Linked DNA regions of Mus musculus: regions 2, 3, 4, 5, 6 and 7 are each linked to region 1. The links are chromatin contacts, called in public HiChIP or PLAC-seq and promoter capture Hi-C maps. All regions are on one chromosome and are shown on one strand. Each heading gives the region's core, a stretch centred on a gene start, on an enhancer-like site or on the middle of the called end of the contact. The rest is flanking DNA. Distances are from core to core; before and after follow the strand shown.

Region 1 (3,411 bases), core at 375-2,874:
TCCCAGCACCCAAGGGCAGCTGGTCTGTAATTTTCAGTGCCAGGAGATCTGATGCCTTCACACAGACATAAATGTAGGCAGAACACCAATGCAATGAAATAAAAATAAACAAAAAGATTACCATACAAAGTAAGGGGTTTTATTATAGCACTTTCTTTTTTCTTTTTTTTAAATTTATTTATTTATTTTATGTATATGAGTACTCTATTGCTCTCTTCAGACACAGCAGAAGAGGGTAATCAGATACAATAACAGATGGTTGTGAGCCACTATGTGGTTGCTGGGAACTGAACTCAGGAACTTCAGAAGAGCAGTCAGTGCTCTTAAGCCATCTCTCCAGCACTTATTATGGCATTTTCACACCAGTATATTCCAGAGCTTTCTATTCAAGCTCTCAAGGATAGCTATTAATTTGGTGCTGAAAACTATCTTGAAGGGAAGCCAAGTTTCCATTTCCATGTATTGCTTACCTTCAGGGGGAAGATCATAGATTTGTGTTTGTGTGTGTGTGTGTGTGTGTGTGTGTGTGTGTGTGTGTGTGTGTGTGTGTGTGTTCACTTGGGCATGTGTGGAAGTCAGGGGTGGAGTCCATCCTCCCTCTTCATCAGGAGGATTCTGGCGATTATGCTCCGGCTGGCAGGCCTGATGATGAGCACCTTAACCCACTGAGCCATCTCGCTTACCCAACTGCTGTTGACTGTGAGGACTCAGAAAGCAATTTGGTCAGCACTACACAGGTTGCAAGTTGATGAGCTGGAGTTCAAGTCCAGGTCTTTGACTCCAAATTGACTGTCTGTCTGGTCCAGAGCATCCGTTGCTTGCCACCACTGGCAGCCACCTGTCCTATAAAGGCCGCTCTTGCTCAGTGTTGGTCGGGCTAGAAACAGATCAAAGAATGGAATGAGAGGATGGGCTTGGGAGAACCACACGTGTTTGTTGCTAAGGGGAAAAGAAGAGGAAAAGAGCAAGAGGCCTGGCTTCTGGATATGGCCTTGAAGTAAAGGGTCCTGAGGGAGTGGGGTTCGGGGTGGGGTGGGGTGGGTACCACTGACTCCACCCCTCCTTGGAGTTCAAAGGATCTCTGCTGCCTGCTCTTCTACAGGATGAATCCAGCCACGGAAGGGGGTGAGCACCACAAAGCGTTTCACATCCTTTGGTTGTGGAGGGGTGAAAGGAGGAACACAGTTTGCATATGTTGAACATTTGAGATCAGACTTCCTGGGCTCATGAGATTTTTCCCAGCAAGTCTAAATGTTATGTCTCTTCCTTAATCACCCCATATGCTCTTCCTCTTCCACGTTAGTACCTACTTACTCAGGGTTCTTCTTCTCAGGCCACCCTACCCCTAAGTTCCTTCAGACTTCTGCTTCCACGGTGTATGCTGGTTTGGGGCAGCCTGGAATAATGACTGTTGGTTTTCTTTCCCACCCTGTGGGAGCCACTAAGAATTCAGCACCAGGCTGAGGAGGACCAAGGGCTGGGATTTTGCAACTGGTTTTTTGTGAGTCACTGTGCACTCTGAGTACCCACCCACTGGAGGCATCTTAGCTTGTGGGAACCCACGTGGAGGGACTGAGGCTTTCTCGGTAGCCTTGTCAGTGCACAGCAGAAGTGAACAGCCTTCAGTTGAGGAAATTGTGGCTGGACAGGCAGTGAGGTAGTTCTGCTGTGTCCTGCTGACAGTTAGCTGCGAGCCTATTGACATCTGAGCACCTGGAGAAGACAGGGCCCCCGTAGTCTGCTCTGTCCTGTGGTGATGTTGGGGCAAGCTGTCCTGTTCACAACCTTTCTGCTCCTCAGGGCTCATCAGGGCCAAGGTAAGGATTTTTGTGTTGGTGTGGGATGGGGCCTGGCATACACCCATGGGTGCCTGAGTGTGTGAGGGAGATCAGAAGTTAGAGCCTCTGATTATGCCATTTCGATAGTCACCTGGAACACAGAAAGCCAGAGGAGAGGTTAGAGAAGGTGGTCCAGGTCCTTAGGGCTATTGTAAAGTGGGTGGAGTTTAGTCTGTATGAAAACTGTGGAAAACTGGAGCGATGTGTGTACAAGCCTTCTCTGGAGCAATGTGTGCATTAGCTTTCCCTTTTCTCGCTCTGGGAGTGGATTCATCACCAGCCATAGCTTTTTCCTTCATTCCGACACAGTTTCACACAAACACCACCTTGTCATTGTCACCTTCCCCACAGAATTCGTGTCCATTCTGAAGAAAAGGATGGTCTGGGAGTTGTGAGGAGTCCCTGGATGCTTTGGGTCTGGGTGAGGTAAGGTAGAGAAAAGAAGGTAGGACAGGCAGGGTCTCACGAGTCAGCACAGAGACTGCTCCACTTTGGGTGGGTTGGGTTGAGCCTTGCATTTCTCAGGGACTGTTTTCTAGTTGTCACTGTGCTGGAGGGGACCCCGGGAGTCCCTCTAGCAGGCCCAACTCATTTGCATTCAGCTTCTGGTCACCTTACCTCCTCTCAAATGAGGCATGAATGGAGGAATCTCTTCCTGAGGAAGAGATTTTGGCTCAGGACTCAAAGAGACTCTGGTTCAGTAGAAGTCACCCCAGGGGCAGCCAGATGATGATGACAAACCTTTCTTACTAAAGTGTGATATCTGCATATCAGTGTACGTGTCAGTGAGTCACTTTTCTGATGACTTTGGGACAATCGTGCGTTTATGTCCACTCATTGTCTACTGTCTTTCCCATAAACATAAGCAATATTCTCACTCCAAATCTCACAGATTAGTTTTGCCTGGATGTACGTGGCATCCCATGGTATGGGTTCCTGACTTCTTTTACTTGACACTTCTATGACGTTTGTCTATGTATCTTATCTCTTTGATGGGAGTTTCCAGTCCCTGCATGCCATGCATCTGGGTGAGATAAGACAACTCCATCCCAGGCTTACACCATCCTCTGCTCACTCTCTTGAGGGTGAGCACCTGATCTTTAAAATGGTTTTACAGTAGTGCCATGAGCCTTTCTGTCACACAGCAATACACCTTCAAGGTCACATCATGGGGTCTAAGTGTCTATATTCTTAGTGGGTGTTGTCAAACTGTTTCAGGAATGTTTGAGCCATCTAGTACATGGGATTTCAAGTTGTCACAAGGCAACTGGCATTTTGTTCTGTGTGCCTGTGAACAGGAAATGAAATTGCAATGATGTAGAGCCCACAAAGCAAAAGGCCAAAGCCATGGCTTGATAACTTCTTTGACATTTTGCATGCAACCCCTATAGCAGAGCCAGTCATGAATTAATTATCATATTTACAATGACTTTTCTATATTATGAGAACTAGGCAAAATTTAGCAAGGAAACAGTTGAGCTGAGGTCAATTTTTTGTTTTTAAAGATAGAATCTCTCATATTCTAGGCTGTCGTATAAGACCGAGCTTTGGTCATGGGAGGCAAGGGCCCTAC
Region 2 (3,411 bases), core at 577-3,076, 940 kb after region 1:
GCTGTGCTGCCCTTCGGGAGGAATTCCTAGCTTTCCGCAGACGCAGGGATGCTACCAGGGCCCGGCTACCAGCCTATCAGCAGTCCATCTCTTACCCTGAACAGGCTACTCTGCTATGAGCCCGCTTAGTGTGAAACTAAGAAAGGCTTATATGGATTTGCAAAGGAGTCCAAGACTTTGGCTCCAAGCTGGGGCACTGCCCCTACCTCTCTGTGTCTCGGTGGCCTGGTGGTAGGCTTGAGTGAGCTTGGTATAGAGTTGGATGTACTGACTCTTTAATTAGTCTGGGAGCTGAACAGGAATGTGTGTGTGTGTGTGTGTGTGTGTGTGTGTGTGTGTGTGTGTGTGTGTGTGTGCGTGCGCGCGCGCAAGCGCGCGTTCGAAAGTGGTGTTTATGGTGTGGGTGCAGGTTTCTTTTTTTTAAAAAACAGGTGAATAATAAATGTCTGGAAACCGTTTCTCTGTCACCTCTCTTTGTGTTTAAGAGAGATGAGGAAGTCCCTGGATATGTACAGAGAGGGTTCTGAATGGGACACATTCAACAGTCATTCAAGAAAAAAGTTGTTGAGTGCCTAGTAGAGATCTGCTGTTAGGCCAGAAGCCATGAGAAAATAGAGAAATCACTGGGATAATGCCTTTGTCCTTGGGGAGTTCTCGCTAGTCACTGAGGCCAACTACGCACTGTGATAAAGCTGTAAGCTGGTTATCACATTGGCACAAAGAGTTCAGTTTGAGTCAATATTTAGTAAATACTTAAAACATGTGGGGATTCCTGGGACACTCACAGGAGACTGCTCAGAGTTCTTTCCATGTCCCGTCCACCGCCCGGAGTTTATTTTGTAGACTGGGCACGGCAACTAAAGCCAAAGGTGCTTTTGTAATTGACCAGAAGCCACACAAGCAGGTAACAGGCAGAGCAGGTGACGGGGCAGTGAAGGAAACCCACTTTCGGGCAGAGGAACACCCTAAAGGCACAGGGGACTGAAACTTGACATTCTGTGGGTCTGAGCGGGACTTTGGGGAATAGAGAAGTCAAAGGTCAGGGTGGAACTGGCTGCTGTTCTTTTAAATATCAGGCTCAACGGGGGACTCCATAACGTGAAGAAAGAAAAACACTGGTGGGTTTTAAATGGGGAACTCCGCTAACTACAGCCTGAAAAAGTAGGTGTTCTGGACACCCCTCAACTATTGCTCTTCACTCTTAAGGGGTAGAAAAGTGCCTGCCAACTTCCTCCACTAAGCCCCCGCCTCCAACCCTCCAAGATCTAAGAAGAAATGTCAATTTATTAAATGGGAGATGGAAGGGAGAGAGAGAACTGGGTCTGAATCCCAGGTCCCAAGCCCTACCACACCCTCAAGGCCCCGGGCAAGGAGTGACCTCACTGTTCTTTTTTTTTTTTTGCCCGGGCTTGAAGTTAAATGGCAAGCAGAACCACGTGGGGGTGCTGTCCCAGCCTGTAAGCACCAGACCTATTACTCCTTACTCTATCCTGTAGGAAGGCGCTTCCTGGACCTGAATTTACAAAAGGCCGGCCTTTTTGTAATAGTAGGCTTCTCATAGAAACAGGCCTGCGATCCTGAGCTAGCTAGTCTAGGCAGAAAGTTTCCTATTAGGATACAAGTCTATGGCTGGTGAATGCAGGTTGAGGATCCCCTGGGCGGAGACCTTTTGCAGCGGCGCCAAGGACTCCGCAGGTCCTTTACGGCTCATTCCTGCCTACTGACCACCTATCTTAAGCGCTCCAGCATTCCACGCGGCGGCGCCTTTAAACCCTCTTGGCCCTTGCCCCGCCCCTGGTCCGCCCCGTCTGAGGCGGGACCCCCCAGAAAACTCCAAGCCCGGCCGGGTCTTGAGCTCCACTCGCCGCTGCAGCCCCTGTCGTGCGTGCGCTCTCATCCAGCCCTCTTGGACGGTGAGCAGGACTGAGGGACCAAGGCAGCGGGGTGGGAGTTGGGGATTATGTGTGTGGTCTGTAGAAAGCAAGAAGCCAACACTTGAGACTTGCTTCTGGGAGCGTGGGGGTTGAAGACTGGCGGACGCTGGGGTCCCAACTGGGTGCCCCGCCCCGTGCTGTCAGGTCCGGTTCCCAAGCCTTCTCTGCATTGTTCAGCAGTTAAGCAAGGCAAGTTTTACGGGTGCACAAGACGGGGCGTCCGTCCCGACCCAAGAGGTCTGGTCCCAAGCCCCAGCCGTTTGCTCCAGCGTTGAGTTCTCTTTGGGGGGAGAAGGAAGGAGGGCGTCGGACGTCCGCAGGCTGCTGAGTGGCCGCAAGAACTAGGTTCTGGCGCGCGCTCCGGTCCATGAATTTACCGCGCGCCCCTTTCACTTCCTGGTCCAGGAGCACGTGTGGGTACTGCCTGCCTTCTGTGACCCCGAGACCGCCCTTTTGCCCCCCTCCTGCTAGTTCGTTTGTCCGGGTACTCGGGGTCACAGGTCTCCGGGAGTTATTTGCACAGTAGCCTGGTCTTCTGTGAAACCCCCTTCTTCTCCTGGAGCGCCTTTGACCTCGGACATCTCCGGGCTGCAGCCCTGACTGCACTCGGATGTGCCCTGTCTGTAGGGGTTGGCTGCTATCCAAACTCTCTTACCCTAGCCTGAGACCCGCTGCCCCCTCCCGTGCCCCCTGCTGCTGGGAAAGCCGGTGGTGGCCGCGGGCGGGCGGGCGGGCTGCCCAGACCTGCGTCACCCCAGTGGCGGGAGGGCGGTGGGTGACTCATCCACATTAACGGCCCAGGCAGGGTGTGGCCGTGGGGGTGGGGGGGACGGCCGAAGGGGCTGGACCGGAAGTAGATTACCTCCTTTTTGGGCTCTGCAGGCCTACCTGTGTTCCTATCCGAGAGGTTCTGGGATACGTGGTATCTGTGGAGCAAAAGCAGCGGTGATGGCAAGTGGAGGTGCGGTGTAGGAGACCAGTGGCTGGACGGGTCTCCTTGTTCCCTAGAGCAGTAGTCAGGGATAGCTCATCTCTAAGCTTCTCCCATTTTCTCTTCCCTGTAGCTCAGGGTACACCTCAGGCTTTGGGCCAAGGTAAGGAGGGGTGAGCAAGGTGTTAACGTTCCAAAGCCGCAAATAATCTTTGTCCTTGCGATCCCCTTGCACACCCTTGGTGTCTATGCTGGTCCCCAGGGGATTGGCCCCTAGTCAGTGTTCACCCCATGGCTTTGTCCTTCGAGATTGCCAGGTGTGGGCTTTTTAAGCAAAAAAAAAAAAAAAAAAAAAAAAAAAAAAGTCTTTCCTACCCAGGGTATGTCTTCTTTGATTCTCTACCCACAAACTGCATATGCCCTCCAGGTCCTCCAGAGCTGCCCCTTCCCCGTTCCCTGCTTCCCCAGTCTGGCTATACCCTGAGAATTGCTGGGATCGCTTTTGCCCCTTCGCCTAGAGCCTCCACCCAAGTCTGTGTGGAGTGG
Region 3 (3,411 bases), core at 666-3,165, 820 kb after region 1:
AAGCTCTGCCACTTTCTGCAGCTCGCTCATGCGACTCCAGGGAGAGACTGATTCTTTTGATTAGCAGTTTCCTTTCCTTCCTGAATTGGTGTCTCTCCTACTTATTAGGCCAGCCATAGAGGGAGAACTAGCTGAGGCTTTTCTGCCAGAATACAACAATCACAACAACAACACCTACCAAGAAGAACCCTTTACTTATATTCAGACATCTCTCTTATATTCTTTATGGAGACTGAGCGTCACTTACCTATAACTCACAAAGGAAGAGAAATATCAAACCAGGGATATAAAGCATAACAATGAGAGAGAATATCAGAAAGACTTAAAGAAGAGATTGAGAAAAAGAAATGGAAATTAGAATTCCATATCAGCGTTTTATTTGAACGTTTGTCGCACAATCATTGTTATCCTGGGCTAGACAGGCCTACTTTCAATTCCAGTTCTGCTACTAGTTGGCTATGTTTTATTTATTCTCCATAAATCCTGATTTTGCTCATTGATACAGATAGGGATATCTACTTTACATTAAAAAGTAGTTAGTATGTCTGACAACTGGGAATAAGTCCTTAACAAATAACAATTATGATAATTTAGGCCACGTATACTGTGATAACACAGTATCATTCAAATAACTCTTGACAGGCTCGACTTCTAAGATCAAGCCAGACAGTCTGTGTCAGTTACCATGTGCCTGCAACTGTAATGCAAGGAAGTACAAAGAAATACATACTTTCTACTCTCAAGAACCCTACAATTTAGTTATAAGGTTATTTGAATGGTAATGTGTTATCACAGTATATTATGGGCAATGCATAGTAAAAAACCAATAGAGGTAGTTATTAATCTACACCATGTAATTACATCAAAGCACAGACATACCAGACTATGACTAGAGGTTAATACGGCTCACTCAAAGGATAAATGTGAAGTGTAGGATGAGAGATGTCTAGGCCGAATGGAGCCACTTCTATGGTAATCTAGAAGACATTCCCTAGGGGCAGGCTCAGTTTGTAAGATCAAGGCAGTCTGCGTCAGTTACCATGCGTCTGAGACTGTAATACATTACAAGAAAGTACAAAGAAATAAAGAAATACTTTCTACTCTCACGAACAATTTACTTGAAACTGAAAACATTGTAAAATAAAGTATGAAGTTCTTGGCCCGGCGTGGTGGCGCACGCCTTTAATCCCACCACTTGGGAGGCAGAGGCAGGCGAATTTCTGAGTTCGAGGCCAGCCTGGTCTACAGAGTGAGTTCCAAGACAGCCAGGACTATACAGAGAAATCCTGTCTCGAAAAACCAGAAAAAAAAAAAAAAAAGAGTATGAAGTTTTAAAAAGTCAATTATAAGTGCAGTAAGAAATCAGGAAAAGAATGAAAGAGTTGGAGTCTTTGGCAAGAAACTAATAGTGGTAGGGTGAACGGAGTGGGTTGACGGCCGATTTTGACCTAGTTGAAGAGTTCTTGAAAAGAACGGAGTTGACAGTACTCCAGGGGAGACAATCTAGACGTATTTCGGTAGGAGGAACCTTCTTATCAGGGTAAAAAGACTATTTTATTTTAGGCTTATTCTTTCCATCTGTATTTCCCACTCTCAGTCCTCCAAGCCAGTTGGGCGGGATGTAAGTAGCAGCAGGTAGCAGCTCACTGTGTTCAGCGTCCTCCTCCGTAGATCTGAGCTGGGAACGCGGAAGCTCTGGTTACTAAAAACAAAGTTCACCCAGGTCCCAGGTCCACGACATCTCAGCCACTCCGGGATTTCCGGACAGCGGAAGCGTCGCCAATAAGGGACCGGAAATCCCGCCTTCGCCGGAGGAAGCTGCGGACGCTAGACAGCCAATCCCGAGGAAGGCAATCGTTCCGCGGAGACAGCTGAGAGCCCGCGCGGGGCTGGAGGCCGGAAGTACCGTGGGGGCGGGACTTGGGGTGCCGGAAGTGATCATTCCTCGGTTCTTCCTGTCGGTGCTGTAGCAGAGGAGATGCTCCCGGCGGCTGAGAGGCGTCAGCCCGAGGACGGTTAGCGAGAGGGGCGCAGTGTGGACCCGGGGCCGGGCCGGGCCGGGCGGGTGGCCCGCACTCGGACCATGAGCTACCCCATGCACTGGGGGGAATGGATCCTGAACTTTCGGGTGCCGCCCGCCGGGGTGTTCGGCGTGGCCTTCCTGGCCCGGGTCGCCCTGGTTTTCTACGGTGTCTTCCAGGACCGGACTCTGCTGGTGAGGTACACCGACATAGACTACCACGTGTTCACGGACGCCGCGCGCTTCGTCACGGAAGGGCGCTCCCCGTACCTGCGGGCGACCTACCGCTACACCCCGCTCCTGAGCTGGCTCCTCACCCCCAACGTCTACCTCAGCGAACTCTTCGGCAAGTTTCTCTTCATCAGCTGCGATCTCCTCACCGCCTTCCTCCTGTACCGCCTGCTGCTGCTCAAGGGGCTGGGGCGCCGCCAAGCCTGTGGCTACTGCGTCTTCTGGCTTCTCAACCCTTTGCCCATGGCGGTGTCCAGCCGGGGCAACGCGGACTCCATCGTCGCCTCCCTGGTTCTCTCGACCCTGTACTTCATAGAGAAACGGCTCATCGCGTGCGCCGCGGTGTTCTATGGCTTCGCGGTGCACATGAAGATGTACCCGGTGACCTACATCCTCCCCATAGCGCTCCATCTGCGGCCCGAGCGCGACGATGACGAGCGTCTCCGGCAAGCCCGGTTCTCTTTCCAGGCTCGTTTGTACGACTTCCTGAGGAGGCTGTGTAGCTGGGCAGTGCTGCTTTTCGTAGCAGTTGCAGGGCTCACGTTTGTTGCCCTGAGCTTCGGTTTTTACTATAAGTACGGTTGGGAGTTTTTGGAGCACACCTACTTTTATCACCTAACTAGGAGGGATATCCGCCATAATTTCTCTCCGTACTTCTATATGCTGTATTTGACTGCCGAGAGCAAGTGGAGTTTTACTCTGGGGATTGCGGCGTTCCTGCCACAGTTCATCTTGCTGTCAGCCGCATCTTTCGCCTACTACAGAGACCTTGTCTTCTGCTGTTTCCTTCATACGTCCATTTTTGTGACTTTTAACAAAGTCTGCACCTCTCAGTACTTTCTTTGGTATCTCTGCCTTCTGCCTCTGGTGATGCCACTGGTGAGGATGCCTTGGAAAAGAGCCGTAGTCCTCTTACTGTTCTGGTTCATAGGACAGGCCTTATGGCTGGCTCCTGCATATGTTCTAGAGTTTCAAGGAAAGAACACCTTCCTGTTTATTTGGTTAGCCGGTTTGTTCTTCCTTCTGATCAACTGTTCCATACTGATTCAGATTATTTCCCATTACAAGGAGGACCGCCTAACGGAGAGAATCAAATACGACTAATGTGTTCTGGATCTTCTGCAACATTCTGATTTTGCCGTATGGACTAGGAGGCTTTG
Region 4 (3,411 bases), core at 589-3,088, 770 kb after region 1:
CATTTCCCCTCCACCCCAGACTTCCCAAGGAGAAAGCAATGCAGACTGTGCACAAAAACCTCCAGTGTGCAAAGGTTGGATGTCCTCAGCATTGGGAACTTCCCACTGGCAATTCTAACTGCTTCACCGTGGTCACTGATGCTCTGATACCAGCCCATTTCCTGCCAGGGCTCTTTCCCACAGGAGACACGCTGAAAAGGGTTGGCAATAGGAGATTGGGGGCCATGCGTGAGGTCAACTGCCCACGGCAAGGATGACGAGTGAGGTCAACTGCCCACGGCAAGGATGAAGGAGGCGCCAAGCCATCCAGAGTTACGCTAGTCTAGTATCTCTCAGATTCGTATTCTTCTAAGAGATAAGAAATCAGACCAATCGAAACACCAAACACCCACATCGACCCCCCCTACCAATTTCCTGATTTGCATTTACTACCCTACCAGCAACCCCACCCACTCCTGCCATATGTCCCAAAGCCCACATTCCACACAAAGCCCAGATTCCAAGCAAAACCCACCTGGTTTTGCTTCAAATTCTTCCCCCCTGAGAAGCACTCTGGGTTATAATCTTCCCGGAGAGATGGATGGCCAGAGTCGGTTCCTAGGCTTTCAGGGTCCCCTAGGAGATATGGACCATATGAACAGAAGTCTGTAGAATAAGGATTAAGACTCATCAACCTTCCTTTCTCTTTCCTGGGATTTGCCATCTCCTCCCATTCAGGGTGAGGGGTGGGGCAGGAAGGCTGGGGAAGTGGGGAGAGCAGGTGGCCCTGTGGGGGCAGAAATGTGACATAAGGATCTCAGATGGTTTGGATGTTTGACCAGATCCTAGGGAGAAACTGCATGAATATATACCCACAAACCCGACATTCCATTTTTAAACTTTGGAGCCAAGTGTTCTGTAGCCAGCAGACCTTTGGAGGGTGTGTGTATGTTAAAGAAAGGCACAAGGAAAAAAACCCAAAAAGATGGTTTGTAACCCCACACACTTATTTTCCATGGAAGTCAGGAGACATGACCTGGGAACACTTCGGCAATGGCAGATTAAGATCTTCCCCTCCCCCAACAGCAAGCAGGCTTGTTTTTCCCTCTCTGCAGCCCAGGATGTCCTCTGCACCTCATCTGTAAGTTTTCAGTGCCTCGAGACCCCAGGTCTCTTTCATCCTAGTATTAACTTCAGGTGGGCTTCTAGACAGTCTTCGTAGGGTCTAAGGTGATCTGACCTCCATCTACGGCCAGGAATGGGGAAGGATTCCCAGTGTCTGATCATCCCCAGAACACGACTGCCCAGGGAGCCTACTGATGACATCCTAGCCATTGCCATCTCGAGAAAAGCTCTCTTCTTCATGGGACAGGAAAGGTGTGCGGTGTCCACCACCTGAAGAGCAACGTCTTCATTTCTTCCTCTTCCCTCCAAATAACTCCAGTTCTTCCGACCACAGTTCTTGGGCATGCTGTGACCCCTTTCAGTAAGATCCGAGCACCACATTATCTTGGAGTACTCCACCTCCCTCTAGAGAGCGCTGGCCAGTACAGGGGGCTTATCTTTTGGAAAGGGGTCTGTCGGGGAGAAGTCCCTCTGGGAGCAGCTCCACCCAAACCCCTCTTGGCTCAGAAATAGGGGCCCAAACCCCAAGTCCCACAACTCAACTCACAGAGCCTGGAGAGAAGAGTAGCCAGCAGCAGGGACCCTTGGGGGTTGGCGTCCATGTCCCTGACACCATCTCCCCCAGTACCCTAGGTTCCCTCTGAGATTGGGAGCCGCCGACACTGCTGTTTCTCCTGAATGTAACGGCAGCTCAGACTAGGACTTGGTATCTGTGTCATCCCCACTTCCCAGGTTCCCCTGCTCCTCTCTCGTTTCTATGGCAACCAGTCTGGCTACAGCTCCACAGCGTCCCCCTCCCTTTCCCAGTCCTGGGTACCACTCTGGCTAATCCACACGCCACAGCTATTTTTAGCCAAAGTCCTTCCTCCTGGACACGGAGAGTCATCTCCTCACCTCTTTATAGGGACGAAAGCAAGTGTGTGTGTGGGGGGACTGGTGTGCTCCTCATTCTGGGAAAATAGAGGCATTGGAAATAAAATATTTGATTTCAGAGGCCATCTGGGAGTTTGCAGTTCACAATCCCCAGCAGGGACCACTGGGCAAAGGTGCTGCCCTCCAGACAGCGGACAGAAGGACCAGGCCCAGCGTGACAAGGCTGCAATTTTTTTAAGAGACCTCTGATGCAGAAGGCAGCAGACAGAGAGAAAAAGGTCTGCAGAGGTAGGGGCTAGAGAAGCAGGGCCAGAGGCTCCGCCATCGTCATCACCACCACTGATATACCTGTGACCCGAAGAGGTCCCTTCACTTCTCTGAGCCATAGTGATTCTGTCTGTCTCAGAGTGTGGGCGTGGGCAAACAGCCCTCTTCTGCTGGCTTCACCTGGGATGCAGATCAAATTAGGTGATGTAAATAAAAGAGGTTTGAGATGTACTTTGCTCATAGCAAAAAGTTGAGAAAACCCTCAAATGTCCAACAGAGAGAGAGAGAAGTCTAGGCTAGCTCTTACCATCAACCCAGCAGACTTAGGGGGCTCAAACACCACATACTGGGCTAGGTAGAGGCGATTATGAAATGAACAGGTCCTTGCCCAGCAGCAGCCTATGATGCCATCAGTGGAAAGACACAGAGTTGCACAGGTCTGCTGCTACATGCTCCTACTGCTAATCCATCCAGCAGAATCTCATTTAATTTCTGTGACAATCCTGTGAGACAGTTATCCCTTTTTCTATTTATGGATGAGGAAAACAGAAAAAGTAGCCTATTGAATTCCAGAGTTGGACAGAGATTGGGGAGTCACGTGTCTTGTCACTGCCCTGGCTCTTCATTTAATGTTTTTGGGTGTTTTTTGTTTTTGTTTTTGTTTTTGTTTTTGTTTTTGTTAGGTGTTCCCCACCCCCAAGACCAGGTCTTACTGTCTAGCCCAGGTTGGCTCCACTTCCTCGGTGCTGGAAATATAGGCATGCATATTTAAAAGACTTTTTCAAAGAGTACTTTTAATTGTACAGCAAGAGAAGAGCCTGGGAAGATGGCCCAGTCAGTTAAGTGCTTGCCCTACTGATGAGGACCTGAGCTTGGGTTCTCAGCACCCGTGTAAATGCAGGATGTGGTGGCAAACACGTGGAATCCCAGCTGAGAAGGCAGAGACATGAGGATGCCCAGAGCTCACTGGCCAGTTAGCCCCAACAAACTGGTGAATTCCAGGTTTCATGAGGGACCCTGTCTGAAAAACTAAGGTGGAGAGTGATATAGGAAAACATCGACTTCAGACTTCTGTGTGTACGCACGTGTACATGCACACACATACACACAAAGATGTATACATACACACAAACACATATAAACTGAGAGAAGGCACTAAGAGTTTCC
Region 5 (3,411 bases), core at 565-3,064, 750 kb after region 1:
GGTCTGGCCCGCTCAGTACCCTGCAACATGAATGAGTTTTCGCCCTTAACAGAGTGAACAGTGGAGTACAAGAAAAGATGGGAACCGTCAGACTTGAGGTTTTGTGGATTTGTTTTGTTTTGCTCTTTTGTTTGTTTTGAGACAGGATATATGTGGTTTTGGCTGGCCTGGAAGTCACAGAGATCCATCTGCCTCTGCCTCCTGCGTGCTAGGGTGTGCACACCAGACCTGAGCTTTAAAGTAACACTTTAGTTACCTTAAAATCTGTGTGGCCTTGGGCAAGACACATAACTATTTTAAAAGGCCAGGTCTCTCTTGTGTTAAATGACTTTGCTTGTAAAATAACCTGTAAAGTTTAGAAAGGATATCTTCAGGTGGTGGCGGTGTTATTGTGAAACCATCCCATAAATGGCTATGATGATGATAATCATGATGTTGTGATGGTGATGGTGATGATGATGATGATGACCGACTTTCAAACCGGTACCAGAAAGTCATTCAATCCACTCAACCTCCAGCTAAAGGGAGAATGCTTTCTCCCAAAGTCTCCCGGTAGCTTGCAGTTTTCACATGGCTCAACATGGCTTCTAGAGAAACAGTGTGAAGAAACCAGGCTTGGGATATATCCAGGTGACAAGGAGCAGGTCCCTTAGCCTCTTGCTAGGCAGTCTTGGGCGACCAGGGTTGGAGTTCTGACTTCCCTATAGATTCCCTATCAGTGTTTCTCTGTGGTTGCTGAATGTGGCTTCCACTGGCAGCCCCACGAATACGACTTCTGAGAAGAGGAAGTCACCGCTGGCCCGGATCTCTTTTCCTGTCTGTGCCTCAGTTTTCTCAATAGGAAGCAGTAAGCGAGGGAGCAGGGGTGAAGGGGACAAGTAGGGAATGGAGGTGAAGATCTAGACGTGTTCTAGGCCACTTCCCCCTAATGGGCACTTCCGCGCCCTGGTTTTGCAGGCTGAGCCGCCCCTTCTTCCCATCCTGGCCCCACCCTACTCTCCGCCTTTTTCACAGTTGGAGACATGGCTTTGGGAAGAGGTTTCTCTTCCTTTTTCCTACCTCCAGGCTAGCTCCACCTTCCCCAGCAAAGAGGTGTGTTACGTCCTCTCGTTGGAGACTCCAATTGGTAGAAAGCAGTTTAACGCAAAAACAAAACACCCCCATAGTTACCGTGTGCATGAAACGTATGTGCATGATCTCAGCTAATAATCGCCGTAACTCCTCGAGTGTTTACAATCTCTGTTCCGTACGTGGCGGGGGGGGGGGGGGAAGTGAGCTTGAAAGCATTGAGCTGAACAAGGATCTTCCAGCTAGGAAGTCTGGACCGCTAACCCACTTCCCTTTCGCTTTGCATTCTGACCGGGTATTAGAACAGATTTCCAGCGATCTTCCAGGACTCTGAAGCCCCTTTGGGTCCGCTTCACGTCCAGGAAACCGTGGGTCAGGCCATGCCTACATAAATCAGCAGGGTTTGCTGCCAAGACTCAGTGGCCCACATCACCCAATTGGATTCTGAGTGCGTAACCACAGTCACCCCATCATGCATCCCCAGAGGCCCTGCAAGCACCCCATTCTCCCTGGAAGGCTGGCAGGTGCAGGGCGGGGTGCCCTCTGAGCGAGGAAATGGGGGTAGAGGAGCCCAGGTGCCGCCAGTTCGCCCAGCCTGAGGCCAGAGGCGGAGCCACCATCAGGGTCGAAGTCTGGCCCAGGCGACGGCCTGGGGCGGGGCGAGGCGGGGGCGGGGCCGGGCAGCGGGGCGCGGCTGGGACTGGTCTCCCGAGCTGCGGAGGGCGGGAAGAGCGGCGGGAGGAGGGGAAGAAGGGTGGAGGGCGGGGAGTTGGCGGCTCCCGCTCGGCTGGGCTCTGCGCACCCACGCTTCACTGCTCCGCTTTCTGCCCCCCACCTGGGCATGCGCCCCCCGCGGCCCTGGCCCCCCAGAGCCCACGCCGCCCCCAGGAGTCTCCTCAGAGCCGCCTACGCAGAATGGGCGTCCCTAGCCCCACGCCGCTGAGTTCGCTCCTGCTGCTGCTGCTAATACTTGGTAAGCCAGGTGGTGGTCGCCGCGTCCCTGTCCCGGCCGGGTAGGTGCCTAACACCGTGCAGCCCACCAGCCCACCTTCCTAGCATTTCAGAGCTGGTTGCATCCCTACTTCTCCAACAGACGTGCCTCCACTGTCTCTGGGCTCGGCGTCTCGCTTCCTTTTGCGCCTGTCTGCCCAATCAGTTATGGGGAGGGTGGTGGTGTCCTCGCTCTAGGTTCCTAGCTGGGGCATATGGGCGACCTACTGAGGTATCCCCTGAGACACCATCGGGCCTCCGGAGGCAGGCACCACTTCTCATCGGTTACACCCAGCGTCTGGGGTCGTTGCTACCAAATACCGTGACAACCTTCTGCCCCACTCTCGGCTCAAGGCCTGGTTTTGGGTGTTTGCTCTGCGTGGGCAGTGCCTGGCGGTCTTCATAATTGCCTAGAGTTGGCTGGAGGCCCAGGGGCTGATTCTGACCACGATCTCTGAAAAAAGTCTCCCCAACACCCCCACCTCCCAATATAACATGTCACCATCTGAGGCTTCTTCCCTCACGTGTCTCCACCCTGGGCCAGTTCCCTCTTTGCCCTTCTTCCACGCTCCCAGATATTTGCCTGGTTGTCAGACTCAGTTGGTCCCAACATCCCTGCCTCAGGAGAAACCAGGCTCCATGGAAACTGAACCTGGGATCTCTAAGCACCCAGTGTCTGTCCTGGTGGGTGTTTATGATGGTGTGTTTTCTGGGCCAACCTTGCGTCATGTCTGGTGTGTGTGTGTGAGTGTGAGTGTGTGTGTGTTGAGGCCTGTGGAGGTTGCTAACATTACCATGTTTGGGGTCTGACTTGGAGGGCTCCCTGTAGGAGGTGTTCTGGGAAAGATATGGCATGGAGCAGTTGCCAGGAGACTGAAGCCCTTGAAAGGAACGTGTGTGTGTGTGTGTGTGTGTGTGTGTGTGTGTGTGTGTGTTATGCATATGGAGAAGATACTATAGTGGGGCACCCCAACCTCCTTCTCTGGTTTATACCAGAACTGCGCAGTGTTGTACAGAATGGTTCCTTGGGCTTCTTGGGGCCAGGATGAAAACTCCTTTGGGAACAAGGCGGGAGGCAGAGTGATGTAGGGAGTTGAAGGAGCTGTGGGGCTTGGTTGCCTAGCGATTGCTTCTTTTCCTTTGGGCTTAACCCGAGCAGGGATGAGCCCAGGGGTGGTTGGGAGGAGTGAGTGTTATTCAGGGGCGGGAGAGGAGCTGAATGTCATCTTAGCCCACTGCAGCCAGCACTGGCATTCACTTCACAGATGATGTGAAATACCACTGTGTATCCAGTGAGGGTGGGGGGTGGATTTGAACTCAGAACTGACTCCAAAGCAGACCTTTGGCTGTTAG
Region 6 (3,411 bases), core at 480-2,979, 690 kb before region 1:
AAACATTGGGGAAATGACATATTCAAGAGGAGACAGGGCAGGATACCTGAGAAAGGAGTCAGTCAGCTGACTACAAAGAACTGCGCATTGTTGAAGAATCAAGATTAGGAGTTAGGAAAATGCAGCTGAGAATCAGACTCTAGGACAAAAACGATACCATCAGGAAGTGCCTTTTAGTTATACTTTAAGAAATGCCACAAACATAATGGTCAAATGATTGAGAAAACTAATTCTAATTGTAACTACCCAACATATCTAAGTAGACTTGTTAAGAACATTAGCATTAGGAAGAATCTAGGCTTGGGGGGGGGGGGGGGAGCAAGTGTTACAGAGTAGAAAAACCAGAGGCACAGACTTCAAAGTTAGATAAGCCTGGTTCTGATCCTACTTTATCACTTACTCGTCTAAGACTCAGAGAACAGATTCTGTCAACCTCTGTTTCAACATCTATAGGATGGCGGGACCTCATTGGACTGTTATGAACATAACATAAATAACACATGTAGTGTGCTTAGCAAAATAAAGTCCTAAACAAGTGACTGCTGTTACTATAACAAAAGCATTTAGCTGGGGAAATGAACTGGAGAATGAACATTTAAAGGTTTTTTTTTTCCAGAAAGTTGTCAAAATCGGCCCAAAGATTAAAATAAACCTTTTATAGATTGTAATTGTAGAGAGCATCTGCCACTGTTAAATTAAACTAGGATTCCAACACTTCCTAGTTGAGGGCCCACTCATGTTATAGTGGAATGTTAGTCCATGAAAAAAAAGTGTCCCCAAAACTGAAGGACAATGTAGTCTCACTACAGGATCCATTGAGCCACCTACAGAACTCCATTCACATATTAACACACATAATCCTGTTAACATTCTGTCTTGAAATCGAGAAGGGACTATCAGCTTTCTCTAAGGATTTGGATGCCAAAGCTTGTTCCTTGTCATTCTCTGGTCCATCCTTCCTGAACACTAAAAATAGACTTAACAAGAGATTTCAGAGCTGTGTTTGGACAGCAGTCAGGATTACATCAGTTTGTGTTAGATCTAGTAATCAGGGACACGAGGTCAGGTGCTTGGGAGAGTTTCTTCTTTGCCAATTTGGATCTATGTCTTAAACCAACAGTTCAAGCTGGGAGCCAAGGATTTTCTTCTGTATTTTAACCAAGTTTTCTCAACATATCTCGTACACGTTCAGTGCGCGCGCGCGCACACACACACACACACACACACTCACACACACACATACACACACACACACTCAGCGCTCCCCAGCCACACGCCCACAGTCTGAGAAAATAGCTTGGAGCCTTTGGGGCAGCTACAATCATCATCCTACTAAGTTCTGGTCCCTCACGATCACCTGGAATTTCCACCAGGAACACACGCTGAAAAACTACAGCAATTTCAATTAGAACATCATTCCATTATTGCTACGGCCAGGACAGAAGCCCAGAGGCTCTGCCAGCCTCTTCTACGACCCTCAACCCGTGGCCTCGCTCCCCGGACACGGGTCGTCCACACCTGTCACCGCCACCGGGCGGAAATCGGGAGGAGAAAAAAACCCGCAGACGCGGCCCGACCTAGCTCGGGTACATTCGCAGATCCACTCACCCCAGTCTTCATCTGGTCCATGAGGAAGAACCGGACTAAAAGGCGACTCCATGGCGCCGGCAACACAAGCCGGCTTCCCCGAAACAGACACCTCTCCCTCACAACTCGGATGGGTGAGTAACCTGAAACGGCGGCGGCCGGAGGACAAAATAAGCTGAACGCTGACACGGACGGTGGCCGGGCGGAGGCAAACTATCTCACCGCACGCGGGAACTGGGATCCAAAGCTAAGGAGACGTCAGCAGATAAGCAAACTCAATAGACTTGTGAGTAAATATTTCCCTACGAGGATTTCAGCACTTTCTGTCCCGCTGTGGGGTTTTGTGGTTGTTCTTTTTTGTTTCTCTCTCCCTCTCTCTCTTTTTTTTTTTAAATTGAGCGAAGAGCACGCAGATTTTACCGCTTTGTTAAAATTCGCTGATAGTACTAAAACTGAAAAGTCTCCTGATCATAGTGGCTTGTTCTTTGTGCTTAATACTACGATATAGACATCTCAGAACGAAATTAGAAATTGACAGTAAACCTGATTCTGTATTTATAAATGCTTTTCAATCGCTGTAAAAATTTTCCACGTACACGGTAAATAAAGAAAAATACAAATTTCCGACATGTGTTAGAACCACTCCTTTACTGGGACAGAATCCGAGGTAAACTTTCTCACAAATAATACTTGTAGAAAACCCACCTTCAAACAAATTTAAACAAAGAAAATATATAAGATAAATTCTCCATGTCCGCACTTACCTCCTAAAGAAGAGTTTCTAAAACTCGCAATAAGCTGTCAATCTCTTATTACTAAAATCCAAAATTCTAAATATTTTTAGAGAAGAATCATGCATCACGGATTCCAACTGGAAAATGTGAGCAATTTGAAACAACAGTTTCGAGAACCTACTTAGTGTTGTTTACTTTTCGGTTTTACTCGATTTCAGTAGCCAGGGACTGCATTCAAACCCAGACGGTGAATGAACACGGATCCCTCTAGGACCGAGAGGAACTTTTCCCATGGTTACAAACAAACATAAATGCTTCCCAGAATCCTCCGAGCTCCTCGTGGCTGCGGTTACTACCGATTGCGATTGCGGAATGCAACAAGGTGAGAGGAAAGCCAGGTCAGAATTCGTGAAGTCCGGCTGGGACCACACCCGCATACACACGTGCAATGCACCGCCCGCGCGCACATACATACATATATACATACACACACATACATACACACATACATACACACATGCATGTGCAATACGCAGCACGCGCGTGCACATACATGCATACATACACGAACACACGCACACTCGCGATTCTGAAGTCCCCCTACGACAAATGACATTCCTTTCGTCGTTGGAATTATATATATATAAATTTTAAAAAAAAAATTTTTTTTTCGAGACAGGATTTCTCTGTGTAGCCCTGGCTGTCCTGGAACTCTGTAGCCTCAGAAATCCGCCTGCCTCTGCCTCCCGAGTGCTGAGATTAAAGGCGTGTACCACCACCGCCCAGCCTTTAGTCCATTTTTTATATTTACTTTTACCATGTTTAAACCTGTTTGTAAATATATATGTTGAGTGTTGGGGAATTTCTTTTTTAATTCACATAAATGTATAACACGGAAATGTTCTCCAAATTATTGTCACTAGGCATTCATTACTCTTTGAAGCTCTCTCGGGGTTTTAATTTCTACATTCCCTTAAATACATAGCATCATACTTGTTTACCTGAGACGGACATCTGGGTCTTTGAATTGTTTACCAGTACATAAGATATATTCTCTGCAACTCTGCCTTTCACATGTGTGCTGGGTCAC
Region 7 (3,411 bases), core at 645-3,144, 670 kb before region 1:
GCAAGACAAATCAATTCTCGGATCTATTTAGTCTGATATATCCTAAGACAATAATTCCAGAAAGGGCTTTGCCTATACACCAGAAGAAACAGCTCAATACAGGTCAGGCTGACTTTCCTGGCTCATTCGCTAAGCATTATGTCACACTCCTCTTGTCCAACCTCTTTTTTTTTTCTTTCTTTATTTTTTATTTTATTTCATTTTTGGTTTTTTGGTTTGTTTTTGTTTCCGAGGCAGGGTTTCTCTGTATAGCCCTGGCTGTCCTGGAACTCACTTTGTAGACCAGGCTGGCCTCGAACTCAGAAGTCCGCCTGCCTCTGCCTCTGCCTCCCCAGTGCTGGGATTAAAGGCGTGCGCCACCACCGCCCAGCCTCAATCACTTTTCTATACAACTGTCCAGTCTTAATTATTCCAAGAATGTGAACCGTTTTTGTCTTAGTCAGGGTTTCTATTCCTGCACAAACATCATGACCAAGAAGCAAGTTGGGGAGGAAAGGGTTTATTCAGCTTACACTTCCATGCTGCTGTTCATCACCAAGGAAGTCGGGACTGGAACCCAAGCAGGTCAGGAAGCAGGAGCTGATGCAGAGGCCATGGAGGGATGTTCCTTACTGGCTTGCTTTCCCTGGCTTGCTTTCTTATAGAACCCAAGACTACCAGCCCAGGTGGGTGGGACCTTGATCACTAATTGAGAAAATGCCCCACAGCTGGATCTCATGGAGGCACTTCCCCAACTGAAGCTCCTTTCTCTGTGATAACTCCAGCCTGTATCAAGTTGACTCACAAAACCAGTCAGTACAGTTTTCCTTTGGTCCGTGAATGTTTCTCTAAACTTGCCCGTCACGTATAACTTTGATTAAAAATCCTCCAGCATGGTTTCACACTCAAGGTGTGCAGCCCTCTGGACAGAAGCAGGTGGACATCTGTGCTTTTTGAAGCCAGCCTGCTCTACATAGCGAGTTCCAGGCCTGCCAGATCTATACAGTAAGACCCAGTCTCAAAAAACAAAAAGTCACATGTTTTTCCCTTGTTAATCACAGTGGCCTTTAGGGCGAGGAAGTATCACGTATTTTCACCCCAATACATCTGACCTGTATTACATTCGCCGGCTTGAGTGTCTGACTTCTCTTACAAATCTGATAAACTTTAACCTAACCCCCAAAATATAGACAAGCAGATAGAACGATGGACGAATGGACGGATAGATGGATGCACAGACAGACAGACAGTTGCTGCAAGATGAAATCAAACAAAACACTAACCAAGGGCGGGTTTTGGAACCCTCATTGGAACCACACACCCCAAGGGAAGATGAGGAACGAGGGTCTTGGCTCTGACAGCCTGGAACCTCCACTTTTGGGCGCCTCTGCAGAGAGGCGAGACCCGGTGCAAGGCACCGCCCCCCTGCACGTGGCACTCACCAGTGCACCAACACCGCGCGGCCTTCGGAGCGAGCCTGGCCGATGAAGGCCACGCAGCGATCCAGGTGGCTGAGCAGGTCGGTCTCGGGTTTGTCCAGCGCCGGCACGAAGAGGCTCCGGAGACCTTCGAACCCAGCCCCAGCCGGGAAAGCCGGTTCAGAGTCCACCGTCAGCACGGCGGTGATGCCCGCCTCCCTCAGATGGCCCGGTTCCGCCACTGCCGCTGCCCCACCCAGATACAGCCCGGGCCGCACTTCCACGGCGTGCCCTGCCGAGCTGGCGGGACTGGCAGTCGGAGCCTGGCGCTCGCAGCCATGGTTAGAACCCTGCGCTTCCAACATGGCAGAGCCAGGAAGCCAGGCAGCCGCTGCCCGCCACCAAGTCACCGGCTAGAGTGACTGACTCCTGTGTCGGAATAGCTCCAGCCGCTCAGCAGCGCCGTGGGAGGACCATGGCAATAGGGAAAATGACTGCTTCTGGGGAAGGTGATGTGAGCCGTGCTCGGGCTGTGTGCTTAAATAAGCTCCATTTAGAGCAGCTTTTCCACCCAACCTTCTAAAGTCCAAGGCAGAAAAATAAAGTCTCCATTCATCCGTTGCTGGTAGGACCACAAACTTGTACAGTCACTATGGAAATCAGCTTGGAGGTTCCTCAGGAAAATGGGAATCTATCTCAAGATCCAGCAAAGCCACTCTTCCTACCATTTGAGACATTTGCCCAACCATGTTGCCTATTGATGCCTCATAATAGCCAGAAATTGGAAACAACCTAGATGTACAACAGAAGACTGAATAAAGAAAATGTGGTACATTCACACAATAAGGTATTACTCAGCCATTTTAAAAAAAAAAAATAAAATTTGCAGATAAATGGATGAAACTCGGGAAAAAAAAATCATTCTGAGTGAGGTAACCCAGACCCTGAAAGACAAATCTGGTATGTATAAGCTTATATGTGGATATTAGCTGTGATAACTGATGTGTTAAAATAGAGGCTCGAGTCTGAACACAGTACACTGGGCCCAAACAGTTCCACGTGTAAGAATTTTATTGGGGGATGGGAGGGAGGTGGCGGCAGAAAGAGAAGTGAGGGAGGGAGGGAGAGGGAGAGATGGGGGCAGCTCTGGAGTGGGATGTTCTTCTTGAGGCTTTTGGGGTAGAGAGGGAAGAGCTTAGGCGGAGGGTAGGACTTTGTTGAGATATTTAGGGATGCTGTATAATAAAGCGTTTACTTATCTAAGCCTAAGTTACCGTGCTGTTGTAGCTGATCTGCCTTCTGTGATCCTCTGAGGCCAGAAACTACAGTTTCTGGCAACTAGCACCTCTTCTTCAAGCCACAAGAGAGATAGATAGATATGTCTATCTCAGCAGGAACTGCTGGGCTCTAACTTTCAGCCTGCTAGTCCGGTCTCAGGAAGAGAAGACACTTAGATAAATAATTATAGAGTTTATTACCAAGTTGTAAAAAGTTTCCTATGAAAGCTATCTAAGGGGAAAAGCAGAAAGATCCTGAGTGGGTAAAGGGAAAAATTCTCTAAGTGGGGAAAGGGAAAAGAATCTAGTCTAAGTGGGGAAAGGCAAAAAAGTCTCCTCTATTGATCTTAGCTCTCCATTGATCTTAGTTCTCTATGATTCTTTCGTGTCTCTTTGTCCTTGGTACTTATACGTCTTCCAGAATACATGATCACATGTTACAAGTTCATCACAAGTTCACACAAAAAATCAAATCATAAATTGAAATAGAAGTTTACAGCAGAGAATGTTTACATGCATATCCATTAGGAGTGATTATCTAGCTAAACATCGATCACCTGTCTCAGCTCCACAGGTTCACTGAAGGTTTAAATCCATAAGTTATAAAGTGAAGGTTTGTATAGATAAGCCCAGTTGGTATTTTATCTTCTGTCCTAGCACCTACAATAAATTGTTAGTTGCCTTTTAATGACCTTTGGTTAATTGTTTTACAACCTCTTGGAATGTGCTCTGAGTAG

What was found. Promoter capture Hi-C pulls out the DNA fragments that hold promoters and counts their contacts. HiChIP or PLAC-seq counts read pairs in DNA pulled down with a chosen protein or histone mark. Capture Hi-C pulls out chosen DNA fragments and counts their contacts.
Region 2: a promoter capture Hi-C map of pancreatic islet shows a contact between it and region 1. The contact joins the promoter of Tagln2 here to the promoter of Cd244a in region 1. A contact is called at or near these places in 1 of 39 promoter capture datasets (embryonic stem cells) and 1 of 9 other capture datasets (pancreatic islet).
Region 3: a contact with region 1 is called in a promoter capture Hi-C map of liver, with 2.4 times the contacts expected there. The contact joins the promoter of Pigm here to the promoter of Cd244a in region 1. A contact is called at or near these places in 2 of 39 promoter capture datasets (both in liver) and 2 of 115 datasets of contacts at active chromatin or transcription factors (bone marrow-derived macrophages and large pre-B cells).
Region 4: a contact with region 1 is called in a promoter capture Hi-C map of the HPC-7 cell line, with 4 times the contacts expected there. The contact joins the promoter of Kcnj9 here to the promoter of Cd244a in region 1. A contact is called at or near these places in 16 of 39 promoter capture datasets (the 3T3-L1 cell line, 3T3-L1-derived adipocytes, the HPC-7 cell line and 10 more), 1 of 484 Hi-C or Micro-C datasets (the G1E-ER4 cell line) and 2 of 115 datasets of contacts at active chromatin or transcription factors (double positive thymocytes and stem cell-derived neural progenitor cells).
Region 5: an H3K27ac HiChIP or PLAC-seq map of large pre-B cells shows a contact between it and region 1, with 2.3 times the contacts expected there. The contact joins the promoter of Igsf8 here to the promoter of Cd244a in region 1. A contact is called at or near these places in 6 of 39 promoter capture datasets (the 3T3-L1 cell line, the HPC-7 cell line, cranial neural crest and 1 more) and 2 of 115 datasets of contacts at active chromatin or transcription factors (large pre-B cells and stem cell-derived neural progenitor cells).
Region 6: a contact with region 1 is called in a promoter capture Hi-C map of pre-B cells, with 2.5 times the contacts expected there. The contact joins the promoter of Atf6 here to the promoter of Cd244a in region 1. A contact is called at or near these places in 3 of 39 promoter capture datasets (liver and pre-B cells) and 1 of 9 other capture datasets (adipose tissue).
Region 7: a contact with region 1 is called in a promoter capture Hi-C map of liver, with 2.5 times the contacts expected there. The contact joins the promoter of Dusp12 here to the promoter of Cd244a in region 1. A contact is called at or near these places in 3 of 39 promoter capture datasets (hippocampal neurons, liver and pre-B cells) and 2 of 484 Hi-C or Micro-C datasets (B cells and natural killer cells).

The regions. Positions count from the first base shown.
Region 1 is chr1:171,557,569-171,560,979 of GRCm38.p6, forward strand. Cd244a (CD244 molecule A) reads left to right here and starts at 1,625. Exons shown (of 9, transcript NM_018729.2): 1 at 1,625-1,817. The coding sequence starts at 1,757. Gm35200 (a long non-coding RNA gene) reads right to left here. Exons shown (of 5, transcript XR_373705.3): 3 at 1-877.
Region 2 is chr1:172,498,420-172,501,830 of GRCm38.p6, forward strand. It overlaps Tagln2 (transgelin 2), which reads left to right and starts at 1,827. Exons shown (of 5, transcript NM_178598.2): 1 at 1,827-1,913. Igsf9 (immunoglobulin superfamily, member 9) reads left to right here. Exons shown (of 21, transcript NM_001145800.1): 21 at 1-458. The coding sequence ends at 119.
Region 3 is chr1:172,374,616-172,378,026 of GRCm38.p6, forward strand. It overlaps Pigm (phosphatidylinositol glycan anchor biosynthesis, class M), which reads left to right and starts at 1,916. Exons shown (of 1, transcript NM_026234.4): 1 at 1,916-3,411. The coding sequence starts at 2,084. The coding sequence ends at 3,355.
Region 4 is chr1:172,327,484-172,330,894 of GRCm38.p6, forward strand. It overlaps Kcnj9 (potassium inwardly-rectifying channel, subfamily J, member 9), which reads right to left and starts at 1,839. Exons shown (of 4, transcript NM_008429.3): 1 at 1,652-1,839; 2 at 515-615.
Region 5 is chr1:172,310,553-172,313,963 of GRCm38.p6, forward strand. It overlaps Igsf8 (immunoglobulin superfamily, member 8), which reads left to right and starts at 1,815. Exons shown (of 7, transcript NM_080419.2): 1 at 1,815-2,041. The coding sequence starts at 1,984.
Region 6 is chr1:170,866,042-170,869,452 of GRCm38.p6, forward strand. It overlaps Atf6 (activating transcription factor 6), which reads right to left and starts at 1,730. Exons shown (of 16, transcript NM_001081304.1): 1 at 1,609-1,730. The coding sequence starts at 1,660. It overlaps Gm9929 (a long non-coding RNA gene), which reads left to right and starts at 1,789. Exons shown (of 2, transcript XR_003948181.1): 1 at 1,789-1,873; 2 at 2,540-3,411.
Region 7 is chr1:170,883,646-170,887,056 of GRCm38.p6, forward strand. It overlaps Dusp12 (dual specificity phosphatase 12), which reads right to left and starts at 1,895. Exons shown (of 6, transcript NM_023173.2): 1 at 1,422-1,895. The coding sequence starts at 1,762.